Linked DNA regions of Pan troglodytes: region 2 is linked to region 1. The links are chromatin contacts, called in public Hi-C maps. All regions are on one chromosome and are shown on one strand. Each heading gives the region's core, a stretch centred on a gene start, on an enhancer-like site or on the middle of the called end of the contact. The rest is flanking DNA. Distances are from core to core; before and after follow the strand shown. Region 1 holds the start of CCDC124 (coiled-coil domain containing 124). Region 2 overlaps IL12RB1 (interleukin 12 receptor subunit beta 1).

Evidence for each region. Hi-C and Micro-C count contacts between places; a contact is called where the count stands out from the background.
Region 2: a contact with region 1 is called in a Hi-C map of induced pluripotent stem cells, with 2.4 times the contacts expected there. The contact joins the enhancer-like site here to the promoter of CCDC124 in region 1. A contact is called at or near these places in 2 of 7 Hi-C or Micro-C datasets (induced pluripotent stem cells and stem cell-derived neural progenitor cells).

Annotation. Positions count from the first base shown.
Region 1 is chr20:20,580,049-20,584,697 of NHGRI_mPanTro3-v2.0_pri, reverse strand. CCDC124 (coiled-coil domain containing 124) reads right to left here and starts at 2,154. Exons shown (of 5, transcript XM_512503.8): 1 at 1,814-2,154.
Region 2 is chr20:20,703,958-20,708,606 of NHGRI_mPanTro3-v2.0_pri, reverse strand. It overlaps IL12RB1 (interleukin 12 receptor subunit beta 1), which reads left to right. Exons shown (of 17, transcript XM_063800605.1): 16 at 330-508; 17 at 802-1,421. The coding sequence ends at 814. Among named protein-coding and RNA genes, the nearest start is that of IL12RB1, 29 kb to the left of the region's middle. Within about 2 kb of position 1,951, at least 9 of the 24 cell types and tissues checked have an H3K27ac peak or open chromatin away from gene starts, as enhancers often do. A contact at or near this core is called in induced pluripotent stem cells, where this site is marked.

The DNA of each region.
Region 1 (4,649 bases), core at 905-3,404:
ACCTCAACAACACAATACTAAGTGAAAGAAGCCAGACACAAAAGGCCACACAGTGTGAGAGTACATTTATTTATTTATTTTGGAGACAGGGTCTCACTCTGTCGCCCAGGCTGGAGTGCAGTGGCGAAATCTCGGCTTACTGCAGCCTTGACCTCCTGGGCTCAAGTGATCCTCCCACCTGAGCCTCCTAAGTAGCTGGGACTATAGGTGCAGGCCACCATGCCTAGCTTTTTTTTTTTTTAAGGCAGGGTCTGACTATGTTGCCCAGGCTGGCCTTGAACTCCTGGGCTCAAGTGATCCTCCCGCCTCGGCCTTCTGAAGTGCTGGGATTACAGGCCTGAGCCACTGTGCCTGGCCCTTCGTTCCTTTTTATGGCTGAATATTCCTCCACTGCATGGATACGCCACATTTTGTTTATCCATTGTCCACAGCTAGACATTTGGGCTGTTTCCACATTGGGGCTTTTTTTGTTTTGAGACAGAGTTTTGCCCTTTCACCCAGGCTGGAATGCAGTGGCACAATCTCGGCTCACTGCAACCTCCACCCACCCGGTTCAAGCAATTCTCCTGTTTCAGCCTCCCAGGCAGCTAGGATTACAGGCACCTGCCACCACGCCCGGCTAATTTTTGTATTTTTATAGAGATGGGATTTCACCATGTTGGCATGTGCCACCATGCCTATCTGATTTTTGTATTTTTAGTAGAGACGGGGTTTCACTATGTTGGCCAGGCTGGTCTCAAACTCTTGACCTCAAGTGATCCGCTTGCCTCGGCCTCTCAAAGTGCCTGGATTACAGGTGTGAGCCACAGTGCCTGGCAATTTCTGCTGTTTAAGCCACCCAGTCTGTGGTATTAGTTATGACAGCCCAAGCTGGAAATACAGACACTTTTCTCTGTGTGGTAAACACTCACTCACTTGCACACACGTCATTCAACAAATATGTACTGGGCACCTAATACGTGTGCGATGCTGGGGAAAGAGGTGGCACAAATGAGCTTTCTGCCTGCATGGGACTCCCAGAGAAGAGCCAACACATGCAATCAGAGTCCTAATAAGGACACGCAGGGCGCTGGGGAAGCCCGGAGAAGGCTTCTGATCCAGCCTGGGTCAAAGGGCTTCCTAAAGGAGACATCTAAGGAAAAGTCTGAATGAGTGGGGGAGAGCGCAGCCTGCACGCGGGATGCAGGAGGTAGGCTGGAAAAGGGGGCGACTTGTATTCCAGGGAGATGGGAAGGTGTGGAGGGCGTTAGAGCCGGGAGGCCCAATCTATGGGTCACACAAGCCCTCTGAGGTTAGTGAGGAGGTGGACTCCCCAGATGGCAGGAGCTGGGAGCCCAGGCGGGACCCAAGGAGTGGCTCAGGCTGGGCGAGGGGCACACTTAGAAGCGAATCAAGACCCATGGGGATTAAGACCCCACGGATGTGAAGGCAAAATAACAGAATACAAAATTCAACAATGCCTCCTCCAAGCAGCCCTCCCGGCTATCCCTTTTGAAGTCCCCCACCACTAATCCCCCTACAAGAGCCCGGGGGCGTCCGCGCCCAACTCTGTCCCTCTCGAGACCAGAAGCTGCCTAGGGGCAGTCCGGGGCCAGGTGGCCTGGAACATGCTGTCGCGTCGGGCTTCAGTCGTCTAGTCTGGAAATGGGCATCGCCCCCAACTAGGTGCGGTTCAGACTGGACGCCGGAAGTGCTCCCGCCTCCCAGCACCCCTCCTCCAGCCTTCCCAGGGGATGGTCCCAGGCCAAGCAGCCCCCGCCCCGCGCCTCTGCTCCCCCAACCCGGGTTCCGCCCGCGCCGCAGACGCTCCTACCTTCTTACCCCAGCGCCGGCCCGGTCGCGCCTCCGTGACGTCATCATGGGGCCTGCGCGCTGAGCTCCTGGCGGCGCGCACTCATTGCGCCTCGGTACCGCCGCCATTTTGGTAAAGAAAAAGATGGCTGGGCCTCGGACCCAAGCCAGGGTAGTCAGCCACTTCTTTGTCTCTTCAAAAAGAGGACACTTAATACGCCCTCATTCCCTACGCTCATTTAATATGTTGATGAACCAGGAGGGGCGGGCAGAGGCGAAAATCTAGAACATTGCCTTTACCAAGATGGCCGATGCCCGGATGAAAGATGGCAGCTGCGACTACACACGTGGTCCGGCGGCTTCAGCCTGGAGCGGCCCGGCCGCCAGAGCGCGCCCGCGGTCCATGAGGGGAGGTGGACCCAGTATAGCCCTGAGGAAGCCTCTCCGTAACTCTTCGCAATCCCTTAGCGCTTTAAAAGTGCTTTCCTAGTCCTGAGTCTCTGCGTCCCACTGGTGACGCTGGGGCGGGGCTAGGAGAGGGGAGATAAATGGGGCAGAGAAATTAACACACACCGCGCAGTCCAGGTGGGGAAACCGAGGCTCAGAGAGACCAGGAATTGAGTTTGGCCAAAATGTAACCGCGAGTACGCTCATAACCGCGAGTAGGCTCAAATTCCGTCTCTTGCTCCTGCCAGTGCCTCTTCCTGGATTGCTGACCTGCTCCCCACTTCTGCAATATTATTTATTAATTTTATTTAGAAATTAGGTTCAAGGCGCCAATTTGTCTTAGGCACTATACTTTAGATTTTCTGTATTTACTACTTCTCGGTGTCCTCAACAGTAAAAATGGCAGTATTAGGGGTCTAAGGTTACACTGGTCCTGACTGTGGAGAGGGAAAAGCAAATGCTTTGGGGGCAGTTCAGGTAGGAGTAGTTGACCACAGAGTCCATTCCCTAAAAGGCATCCCCCCAGCGACCTTGCTGGGACCTAAATCCCAGTGCGCGATGCACCTGCCCTGCTCTAACGCCTCCCCTGGGTTCCCATTGTCCCGCAAGACTCCTCCCACCTCCCACCCCATCTCCCTTGGCTTCCCTCATCCTCCCATTAGCTCTCTGCTCAGGTCGCACCAGCCCCCTTCTTACAAATTGCCAGGCGCAGTCTTGCCTCAGGGAGTTCCCCCAGGAATTTCCCAGGTTTTTCCGTGGCCAATTCCTTCCCTTCAGGCATGAGACAGAAAGGTCTCTGGTTGCAGGGGGCTTAAAGTCGGAAAATCACATGAAAGATTATTATCCTGGCTGGTCGCAGTGGCTTATGCCTGTGACCCCAACCCTTTGGAAGGCTAAGGTGGGAGGATCGCTTGAGGCCAGGTGTTTGAAAGCAGCCTGGGCAACATTATGAGACCCCATCTCGACAGAAGATAAAAACATTAGCTGGGCGTGGTGGCATGCTCATCCTCCCATTCAAGAGAATCACTTGAGCCCAGAAGTTGGAGGGTGCAGTGAGGTATGATAGCGCCACTGCACTCCAGCCAGCCTGGGTGAAGGAACCTCTCTTAAAAAATGCTAATAAAGGCCAGGCATGGTGGCTCACGCCTGTAATCCTAGCACTTTGGGAGGCCGAGCCAGGCAGATCACCTGAGGTCAGGAGTTTGAGACCAGTCTGACCAACATGGTGAAACCCTGTTTCTACTAAAAACACAAAAATTAGCTGGGCGTGGTGGCACATGCCTGTAATCCCAGCTACCTGGGAGGCTGAGGCAGGAGAATCACTTGACCCCAGGAGGCAGAGATTGCAATGAGCCGAGATCGTGCCATTGCACTCCAGCCTGGGCTACAGAGTGCAACTCCATCTCAAAATAAATAAATAAATAAATAATAATAAAGGCCAGGCGTGGTGACTCATAGCTGTAATCCCAGCACTTCAGGAGACTGAGGCGGGCAGATCACTTGGTGAGGAGTTCAAGACCAGCCTGGCTAACATGGTGAAACCCCATCTAAAAATTACCCAGGCGCGGTGGCATGCGCCTGTAATCCCAGCTACTTGGGAGGCTGAGGCAGGAGAATCGCTTGAACCTGGGAGGCGGAGGTTGCAGTGAGCTGAGATCACGCCACTGCACTGCAGCCTGGGTGACAGAGTAAGACTCTGTCTCAAAAGTAGTAATAATAATAATAACAATAAAATAATAATCGTAATTGTGACTAAAAGATGTGCCTGGGATTGAAATAGGGTTGTGGAGGCCCACAGCCTGGGTGATCAAAGAGGGCTTCTCAGAGGTGGTGGCATTTAAGGAGAGCTCTGAAGCTTGAGAAGGAAAGAGCTGAGTGAAAAAGAGAGGGAAAGTTGTTCTGGGCAGAGGGAACAGTATATGCAAAGGTGAGGAGGTGAATATAAAGTGAGGAAGAAAAAAGTAGCCCTGGACCACAGTCAGCTAGCAGTTGGCCTGGCAGTCACAGCTAAGCTGTAGAGTTTTTTGTTTGACCAAACCAATTTCACGGAATGTCCACATCAGACAGGGACACTCAGACCAGTGACACTTGGCCATAGAAAAACAAAACCCTTCCGTAATCGAGTCTTAGCACAGGTGAATACAAGAGCATTGTCCAAACCACAAAAATGGCCAAACCTCCCCATCTCCTGGCCAAAGGGCGTGACTGCTAGTTTTCGCCAATTCCCAGCAGGTTCCCCTGCCTTCTAGGTAAAAAGATTATTAAAGGCCCGGCGCGGTGGCTCACGCCTGTAATCCCAGCACTTTGGGAGGCCAAGGCAGGCAGATCACGAGGTCAGGAGATCGAGACCATCCTGGCTAACATGGTGAAACCCCATCTCTACTAAAAATACAAAAAATTAGCCGGGTGTG
Region 2 (4,649 bases), core at 702-3,201, 120 kb before region 1:
CTCTGATTCCCAGGTTCAAACGATTCTCCTGCTTCAGCCTCCCAAGTAGCTGGGATTACAGGCGTGCGCAACCAAGCTCAGCTAATTTTTGTATTTTTAGTAGAGATGGGGTTTGGCCATGTTCTCCAGGCTGGTCTCAAACTGCTGACCTCAAGTGATCCACCCGCCTCAGCCTCCCAAAGTGCTGGGATGACAGGTGTGAGACACTGCACCCATCCAGGTCTCAGGATGTTAGAGAATTTAACCAGCAGTGACCTGGTCCGTTCCATCCTGCTGTGGATGGGAAGTAGAGCTCTGCTCACAGCTGTGGCCCTACCCTCCCTCTGCAGACTTGGCAGTGGATCAACCCAGTGGACTTCCAGGAAGAGGCATCCCTGCAGGAGGCCCTGGTGGTAGAGATGTCCTGGGACAAAGGCGAGAGGACTGAGCCTATCGAGAAGACAGAGCTACCTGAGGGTGCCCCTGAGCTGGCCCTGGATACAGAGTTGTCCTTGGAGGATGGAGACAGGTGCAAGGCCAAGGTCCTGGGGCCCAGTGGGCCAGACGGTCAGGGGTGCAACCCTGCCCGGGGGGTGGGGGGGCTAGACGTCCATCGCTCCTGGGATATCAGGACCTGGAGGCCTGAGGGAGAAACGAAAACATCCACTTTGTCTTACAGACACGAAGAGCGACTATCTCAATCACAACGGCTGGTTATTAAGCACTTATGGCATACCCAGCCCATTCCATCCACTCACATGATTCCCTACCAAATCCCTACAACCACCCCCTGAAAGGAACCATGACTGTTGTACTTTACAGATGTGATCGTTGAGGCTCAGAGAGGGTGAGTGACTCGCCTGAGGCTATGTAGCACACACAGCAGTCACATTTGGACCCAAATAACCCAGAGCTCCTCCAGGCTCCAGTGCACCTGCCTCCTCTCTGCCCCGCGCCTGTTGCCACCCATCCTGCGGGGGGAACCCTAGATGCTGCCATGAAATGGAAGCTGCTGCACCCTGCTGGGCCTGGCATCCGTGGGGCAGGAGCAGACCCTGCCATTTACCTGTTCTGGCATAGAATGGACTGGGAATGGGGGCAAGGGGGGCTCAGATGGATCCCTGGACCCTGGGCTGGGCATCCACCCCCAGGAGCACTGGATGGGGAGTCTGGACTCAAGGGCTCCCTGCAGCATTGCGGGGTCTTGTAGCTTGGAGGATCCAGGCATATAGGGAAGGGGGCTGTAAACATTGTGGGAAAAATGACGGTCCTCCCATCCCACCCCCCACCCCACCCTCACCCCCCTATAAAATGGGGGTGGTGATAATGACCTTACACAGCTGTTCAAAATCATCGTAAATGAGCCTCCTCTTGGGTATTTTTTTCCTGTTTGAAGCTTGAATGTCCTGCTCAAAATCTCAAAACACGAGCCTTGGAATTCATTCATTCATTCATTCATTCATTCCACATATATTTATTAATCTCTTCCTCTAGGTCTCCTCCAGGAGCACCTAATCTGGGGGAGACAGAGCCGGATGAGAGCTTGGAACCCTACTAAGTTAGGACTGAGCAGGGGAAGGGACGGCCTTGGGGGAGTGGAGCAGCCGGGCACTCCGGTAACAGGAACCGTGGTTTGCCCCCACGCTCCTTCCTCCTCACGCCCACCAACTCGCAGCAGGACCCTTGCCCTCCTTACACACCCTGAATCCTCCCTCTTTCTGCCCACACTGCCCCACCTCCCTCGCGTTCTGCAGCCGCCTCCCCCTGATCCCCACTGCGGTCTGAGCCGAGGTGTTGGGGGGGCTCCTGAAATCCCACCCCAGCCCTAGCGATTAGCGGGTAGTCCAGATTCTCTCCATGGCCACCAGGTGGCAACAGCGGCGCGCGTTTCCCCGGCCGGGCCCGCCCTGCCTCCTCCCACTGCGTTTGCTAAACAGACTTTTCCGGTTTCAGACAGAGGAGGGGAGTTAAAAAGCCCAGAACTACTGAATTTTGTGGCAAAAAAAGGATGAGACCTCTCGGGGAGAGACCCCTGGCAGCCAATAGGGCCAGGAGGCAAGAGGCCCAGGCCCCGCCCCTTTGGTCTGGGGGCCTCCCTTTCCCCATCGATGCATCTAGATAGGGAAACAGAGGCCTGGATCTCGGTGCCCCAGCCACACGGTGGCTGGTCAGAGTTCTGCAAATGCCCCCCGCCCCGCTCCGGATCTGTCACATCCCAGCTTCTGCTCAAGCCGTTCCCTCCACCAGGCATGCCCTCCCTTGAGCGTTTATCCTCCTTTCTTTTTTCTGAGACGGAGTTTGGCTCGCACTCAATGGCGCGATCTTGGCTCACGGCAACCTCCCGGGTTCAAGCGATTCTCCTGCCTCAGCCTCCCAAGTAGCTGGGATTACAGGCGCCCGCCACCCTGACCAGCTAAAATGTGTTTGTATTTTTAGTAGAAACAGGGTTTCACCATGTTGGCCAGGCTCGTCTTGAACTCCAGACCTCAAGTGATCCACCCGCCTCGGCCTCCCAAAGTGCTGGGATTGAAGGTGTGAGCCCTGGAGGCCCCTGGAGTTGGCCGCAAACCCACCCCTATGCACAGTCCCTTGGGTGCGAGAAGTAGGAGACAGGCAATGTTTACTGTGCAGCAGCTGGGACTTTTGCCAGAGTGCATGGGGAAGATGCACACCCTGCTTCCACTAGCGGGAGACTGAGCTGGACAGAGGGAAGCCTGGAGCTTGGAGCCTCTTTCCTTCCTACCGTGGGGATGCCTGTTTGAGAGAGGAGCCTGCAGGGAGGACAGCAGCACCGAGATGAAGCATTAGTTCCTGGATCCAGCCATACCTGAAAGCCAATATTTTCCATCTGGTTCCTCTTTTTAAAAAATATTTTAGGCCGGGCATGGTGGCTCACGCCTGTAATCCCAGCACTTTGGGAGGCAGAGGCGGGCTGATCACCTGAGGTCAGGAGTTTGAGACTAGCCCGGCCAACATGGTGAAACCCCGTCTCTACTAAAAATACAAAAATTAGCTGGGCGTGGTGGCAAGCGCCTATAATCCCAGCTACTTGGTAGGCTGAGGCGGGAGAATCGCTTGAACCTGGAAGGGGGTGGTTGCAGTGAGCCGAGATTGTGCCACTACACTCCAGCCTGGGCGACAGAGCGAGACTCCGTCTCAAAAAAAAAATAAATAAATAAATAAATATTTTATTTTTATTTTTTATTTTTTGTTTCTTTTTTGAGACAGGGTCTCACTCTGTTGCCCAGGCTGGAGTGCAGTAGCGCCATCTTGGCTCACTGCAACCTCCACTTCCTAGGATCGAGTGATCCTCCAGCCTCAGCCTCAGGCTCAAGCCTTGTTGCCAAGGTTTTGCCATGTTGCCCAGGCTGGTCTCGAACTGCTGAGCTCAAATGATCCACCTGCCTTGGCCTCCCAAAGTGCTGGGATTACAGGCATGAGCCACTGCACCCGGCCTCAGTTCCCTGTTTGATGAAGCCACTTTGAGTCCTTCTTCTGTCCCTAGAAAATGACCAACAGGAGGTTCTTTCTGGGCCTCTGCTTACCCGTCTATAAAATAGGAAGGGGTTTGGAGTCCTTTTCTCAATGGGCCCAGCAAGTTTGCTTAGCAGGGCCCTGGCCTGGTATTTATTGAGCAACTGCTATGCAACTATTACTCCAGGGCTCCTCAGAGCAGCCATTGCCTCAGCTTCTCCCAGCAGCTCCAGGAGTCAGGATGGTGTTAGCCCCCATTTCACAGCTCAGTTTCATTCATTCATTTAAGAAATCAGGGTCCAGCGCGGTGGCTCACACCTGTAATCCCAGCACTTTGGGAGGCCAAGGCGGGCCGATCGCTTGAGCTCAGGAGTTCGAGGCCAGCCTGGCCAACATGGTGAAACCCCGTCTCTACTAAAAATACAAAAATTAGCCAGGTTTGGTGGCACATGCCTGTAGTCTCAGCTACTTGGGAGGCTGAGGGCTGAGGTGGGAGAATCACCTGAGCCTGGGGAGGTCAAGGTTGCAGTGAGCTGAGATCGCGCCACTGCACTCCAGCCTGGGTGACAAGGTGAGACCCTGTCTCAAAAAAAAAAAAAAAAAAGCCAGCATTGAGTGCCTACTGTATACCAGGCCCCATCTTGCACAAGTCAGGATCTTCCTGGTCATAAGGGGCTCTTAGCTGGGTGGGGAAGGCAGACACTAATCTAATTATCACTCAGAGAGTTATGAGAAACTGTAAGAGTGATGAATGGGGATGTGAGGAGTAGCCAGTGAGGGAGGGCTTCCTGGAGGAGGCAATGCTAGGACCAAGGTGCTAAAGAGGGGCCAGAAGAGGGAGTGCAAAGGCCCTGAGGTTGCTGGTGGGGAATGGATGGGGGATGGGGGAAGAGGTTGTAGCCCACGTGAGGCTGGGGGCATATGGGCCAGAGCTGTTTTTTTTTCTTTTGAGATGGGGTCTCGTTCTGTCGCCCAGGCTGGAGTGCAGTGGCGTGACCATAGCACACTGCAGCCTCGACCTCTCGGGCTCAACTGTTCCTCCTTCCTCAGCCTCCTGTGCAGCTAGAACCACAGGCACGTGCCACCACGCTCAGCTTAGTTTATTTGATTATTTGTAGAGACAGAGTCTCACCATATTGCCTGGGCTGATCTCAAACTCCTAGGCTCAGGTGATCCTCCTGTCTTGGCCTCTCAAT